2 separate regions of the Rattus norvegicus genome follow, and region 2 is linked to region 1. A link is a contact called in public Hi-C data. All regions are on one chromosome and are shown on one strand. The core of a region is the stretch at or near the end of the contact, and the rest is flanking DNA. Distances in the headings are between cores, read along the strand shown. Region 1 has its middle 120 kb from the start of Edn1. Region 2 holds the start of Edn1 (endothelin 1).

Evidence for each region. A called contact is a pair of places that touch in the nucleus more often than the background predicts.
Region 2: a Hi-C map of the A7r5 cell line shows a contact between it and region 1, with 5 times the contacts expected there. The contact joins the promoter of Edn1 here to the enhancer-like site in region 1. A contact is called at or near these places in 2 of 12 Hi-C or Micro-C datasets (the A7r5 cell line and the Rat2 cell line).

The regions. Positions count from the first base shown.
Region 1 is chr17:22,542,870-22,549,702 of GRCr8, forward strand. No RefSeq gene overlaps it. Among named protein-coding and RNA genes, the nearest start is that of Edn1, 120 kb to the right of the region's middle. Within about 2 kb of position 3,197, at least 27 of the 93 cell types and tissues checked have an H3K27ac peak or open chromatin away from gene starts, as enhancers often do.
Region 2 is chr17:22,662,341-22,669,008 of GRCr8, forward strand. Edn1 (endothelin 1) reads right to left here and starts at 4,347. Exons shown (of 5, transcript NM_012548.2): 1 at 4,095-4,347; 2 at 2,262-2,430; 3 at 792-950; 4 at 528-641. The coding sequence starts at 4,158.

The DNA.
Region 1 (6,833 bases), core at 1,947-4,446:
AAGGAAAGAAAAGAAAAGAAAAGAAAGGAAAGGAAAGGAAAGGAAAGGAAAGGAAAAGAAAAGAAAAGAAAAGAAAAGAAAAGAAAAGAAAGGAAAAGAAAAGAAAAGAAAAGAGAAGAAAAGAAAAGTCACAAGCAGCAGAACCAAAGCATTGGCCTGAGATGGCTTCCTCAACCTGCCTTCTATTCCCACTGCTCCTGAGGCTTGGAGCAGACGCTCACACTGGAAAACAGGACAGAGAACAGAGAAACTGGAGAAAAGCTGCTGGCATGATATCTTGTGGTTCTATGTCTCAAATCATATGCCTCTCACATGAAGAAATACATGTTTTTCCTTCATTTCCAAACCATTGCAAGATGCTTGGTCTTGCTTCTCTCTAAGTTCATATAGCCAAGGTAGTGGTTTCTTCAGTGGAAAACTGAAATAGATGGATAGGTCAAGGCGTTTTTGCTGATTGGGAATTATTCTAGACATGTTTAAGAACTTTAAACTTAAAATATAGAAGATAATAAAAAATGAAATATATGTTTATGTGTGTATATATGATGGAATTTTATTCAGTTATAAAGAAACATTAAATTTACAAAAATAAAAAGATGGATCTAGAAAGCATTTCATGGTGATCCAGACTCAGAGATCCTAATGTTGGTCTATGTGTCTACATGACTGAAGTTAGAAGGGGTTAGAGGATGTCAGGGGAGTCCTGGGGCATATATGACATCAAAGTTCAAAGTAGGCTACAGGGTGTAGAAGAGAATGAGGTGGGTAAAGAGGCAGAGTCAGTGGAAAGAAGAAATCACAAAATCCAATTTTATTTGAGAACGTCGTAAGGAAACCTAATAGTTCATATGCTGTTCTTAAATAATTAATTAAAACTGAAAAAGTCATTTAAAAATCCTTGGGTTTAATTACACTTATAATTAAGCTTGAGAGCATGGTGGGACTTCAGCTATGTCTTCAACCTGCTCCCACCTTTCTCATTACCACCAAATGTCCAGAGAGAACTTGCCCACACCCTCAGACACTGGGACAAGTACCGAGTCACACTGAAGGGAAAATCAGGCTTAGAATGGTATTTTTAGTGTCCTTGTAAAAATTATGTCTTTGGGGGTGTGGAAAGAGGCTCAGAGTTTAAGAACAGATGCTGCTTTTGCAGAGAAACATGGTTTCTTGCTTTTAGTACTCACCTTAGATGATCCAAACTGTTAACTACTGCACTAGAGTGTCCCCACTACAGGGGACTTGACACCTTCTTCTGGCCTCTATTTGCACCCATAAACATAGGAGTGCACACGTGTACGCACACATACATACACACACACATGCACACACACACACACACACACACTCAGGCATGCATACACTCATAAATAAGATATATTTAAGTGAAATTAAAAATAGCTGGCATGTTGGCCCATACCTTTAACCCCAGCTTTTGAGAGGCAGAGACAAGCAGATCTCTCTGAGTTTGGGGAACAGCCTGGTCTGCATAGCAGGATGTAGGCATAGTAAGAGCCTATCTCAAAATGAACAAATAAGAAATATCTGTTTGTCCTCAAAATCTAGCAAAACCCAAAGTGACAAAAAAAATGCCAAGTCAGTTTGTGACGCACTCAGGACACATCAAGGGTTTTGTTGTTGTTTGTTGTTGTTGTTGTTTTGTTTTTTTAAATATATTTAGGTATAATATAGGTCCTTGATACAAACTTAGCCTCATTGTGCGAGGTGCTTTGCCTTGCACTCTATCAAGAACACTTCCCCAGGTTATAGGACTTTATTTTCTTACCACATCATTTTTATGGCTGCTAAATAAAATAAACCACGGTATAAATATATCAGAACTTATTTAAACAATTCTCTTGGGCACAGGACCCTGTTGTTATAAAAACAATGTCATGTCATCCTGGCAAATAAATCTTGCCCTTTGTTGAGATTTTTGTTGTATTACTAAGTTCTTGGAGAGAACTCGTTGAGGTGAAGGTCATGAACATCTGTAGAGCCTTAGAAGCATACAGTCCGATGTTCTTCAGAAAGCCATTCTTTCTGGGCTTCAAAAGGGAGAATATAAGGTGTCTCAGGGCTGCCAGCACGTTTTCTCTCTCTGCTGGAAAGTCTGCCATATGGACAAGCTCAGTACTTGCCTGTTTTGTAAAAAGAGACTGTCAACAGTCCTGTCATGACTTTGAATTTTTAAGGACTATCCTTACCTCATATTCACTGATGGGAAATTTTAAAAATTCAGCCGGACTTGTCCTGACTTGGATACTGAATATCTTAGTTCAAGTCCTAAACCATACACCAACCCTGTGACAAAAGGAGGCAGATGATCTAATACCCCAGGCTGTGTTTCCCCTCTGGGAAAATGAAGGACTTGCCTTATATCTACATGATCTTTCCCTCCTCTGTGTAGCTGTCTTTGTCTTTCTGTCTCTTTCTCTCTTTGTCTCTCTCTTTCTCTGTCTCTCTCCCTCCCTTTCTGGTATATTCAATTATCAGTGTGGGTATTTGTTTGTACACATGCGTGCATATGCGTGTATATGAGGAAGCCAGAAGTTGATGTCCAGTAGCCTTCCTCATTCACCCTCTACTATAAGATTGAGAAACCAAAGTTCAATTAGATTTGCTGACCAAAGCAGTTCAGGGATCTCCCTGTCTCTATACTACTGTGTCCAACCTTTTAACATCTTAACATGGGTTCTGGGAATCAGAACTGTGTTTCTTATGCTTCTGGGCCTCTCAGTTGAGCCATTTCCACAGCTCCAGTATCTGAATTTCATTAAAAATTGTACGACACACCATCTGTTTTAGACAATCTAACAACATACCCAGTAGCACATTATATTCATGGACATTGGCCTCAATCCCTGCAAAGTCCCAAAGTTCCCAAAATGTGAAATGGCTCAAGTTGACCTTCAAGAAGGACATTCCATATTCATGAAGGTCACATGGATTTTATCTCCTTCAGTTGCTGCTATTCACAAATCACAACTGAGCATCTCACAAGAAACTGTACAACCTGTATGTTCTTCCCCTGACATGAGACAGAAAGGTACTGCAGGAAAAGGGGACACTTCATACCAGCCTTCAGGACTGTGACCCAAAACAACATGAGAAGCAGAACTAGGTCTGGGGCAGGGACTGTGTCCAAGTCAGCAGCTCACTTACTCATCCTGAGTAGAAACACCATGTTCCTCAGTTTTCTATCTGGAGAACAGCCCAGAAATGATCCAGTCTCCTTGCCAGATTGAAGAGGCAGCTTTTGGAGGTGAACAACTTTCCCTGTTTGTTCTCTGTGGTAATTTATTATTCTTCTCACAGAATAGCAGTCTCTCCTGAGTAGCTGAGGATAAAGTTGCAAGTTATTCAGTGATAATGTCTGCCATGACGCGTGGCTTGTTCTGCACACAGGGTTTTCAGGTTAGTGAGAACAGAAAACTGTTTAATTATTTTTTTTCCACCATGATAGCTACTGTGTATTTATTGAGAGAGTCTTGTGTTACAGAGACTGAACTAAACACTTGGTATTACTGGCTGTCTTAGCTGTTAAGATGACTGTGTTGAAGGCACATTATCTTACTTTTAAAGCTAGAGTAACAAGCCAGAAAGAATAGGGAATGGAGGGGTTGGAAACTGACTACTGGTCTACCTGACTTCGAAGACAATGTTCAGTTTGTTACATTTCTCCAATTGGGTTTGAAAAGTTGGTCTTCAGCTGGTGGTGGCATTTTTAGAGCTTGAGGAATCTTTGAGAAGTGGGATCTAGAAGGAGGAAATGGGTCCCTAAGTGAGGTGTGTCTTGAGGCTTACAGGCCAGCTTTGCCTCCTGGCCCTGCGCTACTTTATAATGCAACTTACAATTTATCTTAGTTAGGGTTTCAGTGCCGTGAAGAGACACCATGATGACAGCAGCTCTTAAACACAAAAACATTTCATTGGGGCTGACTTACAGTTTCAGAGGTTTGGTCCACTATCATCATGGCAGGAAGCACGGCAGCGTGGAGACAAACACGATGAAGAAGAATCTGAGAATTCTACAACTTGATCCACAGGCAGCAGCAGGAGACTGGGTGTTATGCTGGGCATGAGCATATATGACCTTAAAGCCTTCCTGCACGGTGACACACTCCCTCCAGCAAGGCTACACCTACTCTAACAAGGCTACACTTCATAATAGTGCCATTCCCTATGATCAAACATTCAAACGCATGAATCTGTGGGGGCCATTCCTACCAAACTAACACATAACAATTATCAATAAGATAATCCTATGAGCTCTAATGGGATCTCTAGTTCTGTGTCCTCTGCTATGGCTGATGAGTTTGATTAATGGATTGGTTTGATTAACAGAGGACCATTGCTCAGGGGCTAATGAGCAGTTCCTTCATCCTCTTCAGCATTCTCCTTCTCTCCGTCTACTCCTTAGAGCTCACTCATCACCAACAGAATCCACTGCTTCATATCAACTATTTCAGTTTCTCAAACCTCTCCTTCCTTCAAGGGAAGTCTGCCCTCTAATGATGCAAATGCACTACTGACTTCAAACACTTATTTCTCAGAAACAAAGCAAAGGGCACATCTCAAGGGTGAAGGCGTTGATGGATGTAGAGCTCTAAGGCAGTCACTCTATCTGAATTTATTATTTAAAAGGAAAGGAATCTGAAGCCCAGGAAAGCACGTGGTCACACAATCCTATGAGGAGGATCTGCAAAAACAGACAACATTTGTGTCCCAGTGTGGATGCTCCCCGGGATGCCAAGAATGGCCTGAACTAGCAACAGAGAGCAGAAGAAGAAATTAAGGCACGGCCTGTACCAGCCAAGAAAAAAGAAAACCCCAGCCCTGTTCTAGAACGACTATTAACTTACATTCAGTCGAGCAGAGCTGGAGAATGAATAAACTCTTAAATTCGTATATCTTGACTGACAAGGCAAGTCTCCAGAGAGACTCTAAAAAATGATAACCAACTGCTGTGAAGCAGCATTTGTTGGTCAGGCTTTTGGTGAAGATGGGCTGGATGCAGGGCAAAGGAAATCAGCTTAATTTTCCATTGGTCTTCAATATGCTGCTGGAGTGCTCCACTCCCATTTCCCAGCCCTCTATCGTATTAATCAATTATCCATTTTACCTCTCACTAGTCCTCAAATGACTACATGCTATTTATGAAGAAAACCACCAAGCTAATCCCTGTGCACATTATCCAGCACCTTGGTTGCTATCTATGATAAATGAATAAATAAATATGTGTTATGCTAGGTGCACTTGAGAAAAAGAAAACCATAATTTCAGGGCTGGGGGATGGCTCAGTTAGTAAAGCTTTGCCTGGGTAGCTAATTTAACATACTTGGTAAAGTTCTAGGCCAATGGGAGAGACCCTGTCTCAAACAAACAGAAAAGGAAGATACATGAAGAATAACATCCGATGCTGTCCTCTAACCCGCAAGTGAATGCATACATGTACACATATGCAGTGCACACATGCATGTGAGAATGCACACAGAATATTCACTTACCTTTTTCCTATGCATTGTCTATTCTTAAATATAAACAGATCTTTATGTTCCCACAAAAGTATCAGAAATTTCCCTGCCAACTTCCCTTTTTACTTATATAAACCCTTCACGTGGCTCCTAAATCATTGGGGTATTTACATTTCAACAGAAAAGTGTATGTGGGTGCTAAATCTAGGTGGAGTGGTCATAGGGGCTTACTCCAGAAACTGGAGGACTATACCACTCAGGACCCTATCCTGGTCTCTATTTGTTCCATGTTTTATCAGATGTTACTATGCTGCTAAGTAACAGAAGGTGATTACCAGAAGAACAGCTTGTGTGTGTGTGTGTGTGTGTGTGTGTGTGTGTGTGTGTGTGTGTGTGTGTGTGTAAGTATATACATATGAACATAATGGGAAGTACCATTTTAGGAAGAACAACTACTGTGCTATCCCCTTAAAAACACTGGAAAATTATGGAAGCTCTCCTGGATTCATTCACCCCCCCCAACCCTCATTCTTACTTCTGATTGGAACATGGATATTCAAAACAGACTTCAATCAAATGCTATTCTAATCACCAGCTTGGGGACATGAAGGCATGTCTTAATTTTTCAGGAAGAAGGAATTGGATAAAGTTCCTGTGAAACCGATTAAACCTAAAAATATCCCACCATGCAGCATCCACTAAATATTACCTCCTGTAGCTTTCTTACAGCAGGACCAGTCTGTCCCTCCTCCCGGATGAAAAGCCTTTCAGAAGCCCTTTAGAAAGCCAAGTGGAATTTGGTATTATCAACTGGTTTATCAGATATGAATTCATTTGTTTTTCTCGAAGCCACTTATCAGCAAGAACAGAGCTGGCTTGTCCACGTCTGAATTGTGCTCCAAACACCCTTTCTGAGTTCCCTGGGGTTCATTTTTTTTTATCTTCCAGGTTTTTCCCCCTCACATTTGTTTGTGTTTCCTTAACCTCATACCTATTGAGGTGCATTTCTCGGTCAGGGTCTATGTAAAGACACAAGGAAAGGAGGAAATGCCCAGTTCAGCTGCCTGAGGACCAATTGTCTGGGTAGAGTTTCAGCCCCGAAAGGCCCATGGACAATTGGAAGTGAGATGAATTGGCTGGGGATGACCCCAGAGTTGAGACCTTCTTCATGCTACCAGTGTCTTTATTCTCTGTCTGAGGACTATGGGTAATATATAGTATGAAAGGCAGGAGCCAGCAGACTCATGTAAATGTACTGCATGCACTGAAGCAAGAGAAACAGAAGGGCTTCCTTCAGTCTAGACCTATCACCTTCAAGACTCCCATGATCCTACAATGGGTTGATGTAGGGCAATC
Region 2 (6,668 bases), core at 3,097-5,596, 120 kb after region 1:
ATTGCCTAATCCAGCCCTCTCCTGGGCCTCAGGAAGCAAGCCAAGTGACACCTGGCCCTTCAAATTTCCATATTTCAACAATAGTAACGGAATAAACCTGAAAAACAACATGTTCTAAATCTCACCAACCTTATCTAATGGCTTTATTTCCCTTTGGCCATTTGAATCACTAGCACTCTTGGAGTAACATATATAAATATTTTAAATGTCTTTTTCTTTGGCATGATTTTCAGTTTCTCCAGGCAAGCAGAAAATGAAAGACCAGAGGAGAAAAGACTGGGCATGCTCAAACTCTAGAGCTGTCTTAGTGTGGAAGCTCCATCCATAGACTGAACAATGTGTGCTAAGACACAGTGGGCAGGCGTCTGCACTCAAGGCCCCAGTATCTGAGGAGCCCTTTGCTCCTCTGAGTCCACAGACCATGACGACTCTGTTACTGTACTCAAGCTTTTCTTTCTCCCAGTGGGAAGGACTAGGGAGCCATTAGCACTGGTATCCAGGGCCAGGAGTCCCCATGAGCCTCTTACCTTCTTAGTTTTCTTCCCTCCACCAGCTGCTGATAGATACACTTCTTTCCCAGCTTGGGACAGGGTTTTCCCTTCTTGAAGTCTTTTACGCCTTTCTGCATGGTACTTTGGGCTCTGTGAAGACAGACAGGGAAAACCACTTTAGCGATGGCTTGTTGAGATTCACCTTGCCTGTCCATGTCTCTGCTCCTTTCTCTAAAGTGAAAGACCATCTGAGAGGGAGCAGGCCAGCAGGCTGGATAACTCCAAGGGGCTTCCACTCACCGGAGTTCTTTGTCTGCTTGGCAGAAATTCCAGCACTTCTTGTCTTTTTGGTGAGCACACTGGCATCTGTTCCCTTGGTCTGTGGTCTTTGTGGGAAGTAAGTCTTTCAAGGATCGCTTAGACCTAGAAGGGCTTCCTAGTCCATACGGGACGACGCGCCTGTTATGGAAAGAGAGAAGGAAAAGATATTAGCCTACTTAATAATCTTTCAAATTCCTTGGGCCTACAATTCAGAGAGCATTCATTTGGACAGCTCATGATACCAAAGTACGGAAGCCATTTGGCCTGTCTGCCCATCAGTGGTCCTCAGTGTATGTTTCCCCTAAATGGGAAAACATCAGCTTTCCTTCTGAATCAATGAAATTCTATTTCAATACTTAACAATATTCCATTTCATCTAGACACAGTTTTGTTCCAGATTACAACCTCTGTTTGGGTTTCTGCTTTGTGCTTTCTTTCTTTTCTGGTGTCAAGTGGGTCATGGGGCCAGAAAACAGAAGGACTCCAGCAACACCAAAACATAAGGTTTTCTACTTCAGTCATGTGTGGCAACGCTGCCTGGTGGAGCATGGCACCTTGGCACATTGCTCTAGAGTTCAGTAAAACTGAATGGCTGTGAAGGACTTAGTGTCAAAATGCTCTCCGATAACTTGCAATGAGTCCGTTTCAATTCACTCAACAAGAAACGGAGTCCTCCCCTTGGTAGAAACACTACTAAGGATTAGGTCCTCGGTGGTTTGGGTCTGGTTTGGTTTGGAACTTGGCCAGCCATTGTAGACAGAATAAATGTGTTTGTTCTTTCTGCTGATTGCTCCTAAGGAGTGGACTAGTGTTGGGGGCTGAGGGTAAAACAGCCTCTGTTCACTCTGAAGGTACAAGAGAAACCTATGGGCGCTGTTCTGAGCTCTGCCTTGGATCACAGTTTTCTAAAGACGAAAGAGAGAAACAGGAAGCTCAGTTCCCTGCTCTAGCCCTACTCCCAGCTCATTCCTGTGCAAGGGGCTTCAACATTGTGTTTCTTAGTTTTCCTATAAGTAAAAGAAAGGAAATATGTCATAACTCCCTATTACATCTGTATGTCTGGAACAGATTCAGCGAGCCTCTCTGAGAAGTATAGGTATGTTACCCTCCATAGGACCTGGTCTACTGATCCCTAAGTCCACATCGAGAGCCTCTCGCTACGTTCTTCCGTCCCTTTCTTGTCTTCAAATGCACAATTCCTTCCTGTTTGCCCTCATCCCACAGTAAGCAGTGTGACTCTGAGCCTCTCAGAAGACCCTCTCCTACATGGCTACCACTAAGCTCATCTGTCTCAGTCAGCACTGTTCCCCCTGGGAGGCACGTTTTTGCCTTCAGAAATGCAAAAGCCCAGAAACCTCCCAGAACAGAAACCCCAGCTGGGTCTCCCAGCTCCAGAAAGCCCCAGCAGTAAGAGGATGGCTAGGACTACAATGCCCTCTAGAGACTCACTCGGGAGTGTTGACCCAGATGATGTCCAGGTGGCAGAAGTAGACACACTCCTTGTCCATCAAGGAGGAGCAGGAGCAACGCTTGGACCTGCGGGGTCTCCAGGATGTGCTGGGAGGGGGGCTCTGCACTTCCTTCTCAGCTCGGGGGCTGAGCTCTGCTCCCAAGACAGCTGTGAAGAGAACAGAGGGTCGGGTTAGTAGGAATCTCTCTTCAGGCGTCCAGAGCAAGCACCTGCATCCAAGTATTCAGGCCAGATCTAGCAGCGCAAATAGAAGCAGACAAGGCATAAAACTGCCTTTAGCCAGAAACACAAACAGAAAGAAAGAGACTTCTTTGTTCTCCGTGCTTAACAGGACTTCACCCTTACCCTGGCTGGCTTATCCAACCTGCAGGGAGATTACACACACACACACACACACACACACACACACACAGAGAGAGAGAGAGAGAGAGAGAGAGAGAGAGAGAGAGAGACAGAGACAGAGACAGAGAGAGAGAGAGACAGAGAGAGAGAGAGAGAGAGAGAGAGAGAGAGAGAGAGAAACAGCTAGGAAAGGACTCTTCCAGTCTTCTGAAGACGCTTCAAAATGGAATTTTGAGGAAGTCCATACCTGAGACTTAGACTAGCACAACTCCCATAGATTAAGCTGGCTGGTGGCCACAAGTAAATAAGACAGACCGTCTATTCCTAGCAGCCTTGGAGCCACGTTCCCAACTCAGGATAACCTCCTTAGGGGTACCCACCCCATTCCAGCTCGTGTAGGGGCACAGAATGATCTAGGTTGCATATGGGTGCCTTTTTATGTTAGGCAGAAAGCAAGAACTTCCAGAAAATGCCTGGACACCGAAGAGAAACTGACTTTACAACAGTCACTGCAGGTGGGAGATAAGTGGCCACTCAAGGAAGAGAAGGTACAGCTCAGGGGAGCCAGGGAAGTACTCTGGGTTCAGAATCCTGGGGCCGCACAGCTTGCGTGGGACTTGACACCTCCCTCTGGCCCAACACAGCATCGCTAGCCTCTTTCAATTGACCATTTGGTCGTGCATTTTCTCTTCCCAATTTTGTTCATTTCAAACGATCAGACACATTCCAGGATTTTCATCCCTTTGACAACCTCTCTCTTTGCTTAGGGTCAGGTGAAGACAAAAAGAAGGCACTGACCCTAAAAAAACAGGATGGGAGGAGAAAGAACCAGAAGCGGCCCATACTGTCTAATTCCTTAATCAGGCAGGAATGATCCCGGCTCCCTTCCCAGGACAGGTGAATACTACTGAAATAGAGCTCAGGCTGTTTGAGGATGCCAAAAACCTGCCAAATGAAACCTTAAGTCAATAGTGACAAATTTTAAAGAAAGCATGTGCTTCGCCCTGAAACCGCCTGCGGGGTTACTCAGCGCACGGTTGATCGGCAGGTGATTTCACTGCTCACGTTGTGCCTGCATGACCTGAATAAAATTCCTTGGCTTTAAGCTGGAGTGTTTTAGTATTTTACACATTAGCACACTATCAAGACAGCGTTTGAATAAGCTCCTAAATGCACCATGCAACCCTAAACACACGTATTTCAAATATATCCTTGCCTCAGCTGTAGCCACTCAGCGATACGGCTACAACGTTATTTTAAAGCTATGTGATACTCGGTTGTAGTCAGTTGTATTCAAACAGGAGTTTTATTCCTTTCGCTGGCACACAGAAGTAATTGCAAGGCACTTGCTGCTCCAGCTTCAGTAATTTAAAAAAAAAAAAAAAAGGACAGAAAGAAAAAAGAAAAGTGGAAAACAGAAGCGAGAACGGCGTTGCGCTGAAGCAGAAAGATTCGCAAGTGGCACCTACCTGTTTCTGGAGCTCCTTGGAAAGCCACAAACAGCAGAGAGAAGATCACGGGAAAATAATCCATTCTGCAAAGGGATCAGAAGAAGAGGAGGGAAAAAAAGAAAAAAAAAAGAAAGAAAGAAAACTCGGTTGCAAATGGAACTCAATGCAAAACGAAGAGGACGGTGTCTGGTTGCTCTGATCGCCTCTGGCTTTTGGAGATCTCAGCGCGGTCTTCAAAAAGTGGCCCCTTCACCGGAGCGAAAGCGTCGCGGGCAGCCCGGGAGGCAGCGCTCGAGGACAAGCGGAGCAGACCCAGTCAGGCTCTCAGCGCCAGTGCTGGAACGCGTCTGGCTCGGACAGCTCTCCGCCGGGCTTTTTATATTGAACCCCTATAGAGTGGGGGTAAACAGCTCCGACTTTATTCCAGCCCTAAACAATGTTATTGTGTGATTAGTCACCCACAGGCAACGTGCAGCCGGAGATAAGACCCGGCTCTAGAGGAAATCACGGCTAACTTCAGAGGCAGACGCCCGCCGTCTGACAATCCAGGGGCAGGGCTAAGAAAAAGAAAACACCCACTGGACAGAGACCTCTGCAAAACCTGCACCGAGCGGCAGCCCGCTTCCCCTTTTGCTAGCTGCCAGCCCCAGAGTTCAAGAATCAAGAGGTTCTCCAGAAGAAAAGTCACCCCATTGGAATGAAAAGTATGAAGTACAATTAAATAGATTGTATTGTGCGCGCGGGGGGTGGGGTGGGGGTGGGGCTGATCATTGTTCACTTGATTTTCCTTTTATGTCTTTCTGATTTCTTAGTTGGATTCAAACCAGGGGAGGATCCCCCTCTTCGTTCTTCACTCCCTGCTACTTGGGGTGGGGGCGGGAGGAAGACCAGATTATTTAGGGAGATCAGCTTACTTTTCCAAACTCCCCCAAGTCTTTTTTAAACTGAAGTTCTTCGCAACGGAGGTGCGAAGGATTCCGTCAGGAGCTAGCAAGGAGGGAAAACTAAGGAACAATGATAACAACAGCAATATGGTTTCGTCAGGCACATCCTAGTATCGCCGATCAGAAGGACCCCCCCACTCTCTCCCCCCTCCAAAATTTCCTGTGCCCAGCCTCTCCCTGGGAATTGCACCCCCCACCCCCCCCCACCCCCCGCGCGCGCGCGCGCTATCGGGAAGAATCTTGAGAAATGGCAGGAACGAACACCAGGGGGAGACGAAGAGCTGCAGGGGCTTGTGCTTTAGTAAGATAAAACAATTAAAGCCTTGGCTTCTAAATGATTAGCAACAAGCCGCGGCCGGGCAGAGAAGGGCGCCTCACAGACGAAAGGAGAGGTGACTTCAGGGCATTCCATTATTCCCTTCCCTGACTTCCCAGTCTCCTCCGCCCCACTTTGCTTGCACACTGGGGCGAACCAGTGTCCTGTGCCTGATTAGGAAGCTACAGGGAGAGCGTGGGGAGGGGAGGACTGCCTATGCTGACTGAGTAAGTGGATCAGATCATACCTCACCGTTTAATAACGTGTTTACGTTTTCCAAACAGTTTCCTGTCTATTTTGCCATGAAATGCTCCCTCCCCCGGGTGCCCATGGGTTATTAAGGTACAAGTGACAACATGTCTTCATGAATAAAGCAAAACACACATAAAGCACATTGACTTTTTCAATAAGCTTCACTTTTCAAGGGAGGAAGAGGGAGGACCCCCCAGAATGCCCAAAAGCTGGAAACAACACGCGGGATCCACTCAATGGTTTCCCTATAAAGGATCTAAATCAAGATGTGAGGATGCCACCGCAAAGGTCCCTCTTTCATCCCTCTTGTTCTACTCCGATTTTCCCTGGGAGTAGATGCCAAGAGAGACTCACTTCTAACACGGGACCCACACAGGGACCCACCCCACGCAACTATTCATTTAGCTCTTCAACTCTACAATCAAAAGGCAGATTTGATAGCGATTCCCAAGCTGTGGACAGGGACATGCTTAGGCCTAGTGAGCTCTCTGGAAATCTCGGTAGGGGAGACAACACAGCAGCAGCTTTAGGTCACTGAGAACTCTGTCCCTTAGGAGACTCTGTACTAAGAGCTGGAGACATTGGAGAAGCAGGAACCAGCAACCCTCCCACACCCACACCCGAGGCCCAGGGCCACTGGTAAGCTTCTGCCTCTGCTTTGCTTACCTCAGACCTACCCCGGAGGGTGGGGGCCAGGAGGTGACAGCTACCCCTAGAACTGGGCCCCAACAGGAAGCCAGCTCATCCCACCCCAGCTCCTCAGGGGACCTGGAGGAGAGGAGAGCTGATGTCACCTACCCAAAGTCCAAGCTTCCCACCGGCAGGGGAAAGGTGGCTGGGAAATGTACACCCCACCCCCACCGCTTTCTGACCTCCTGGCCAATCTGACCAAACTCTGGCAACTATCAGGACCAACCTGTCCTCAGCTCCGCCCCGGAAATGCCCAACCCAGTTCTCGAAGGCATCCTCCAGTGTCTAGCCTGGGCCATCATTCTTCAGCTGGGGGACCTCTGGAGATACCGGTGGCCCCAGCATCAAGGAAAGAAGGGAAGCAAACATGTTTTTCTACTGCCCATTCTC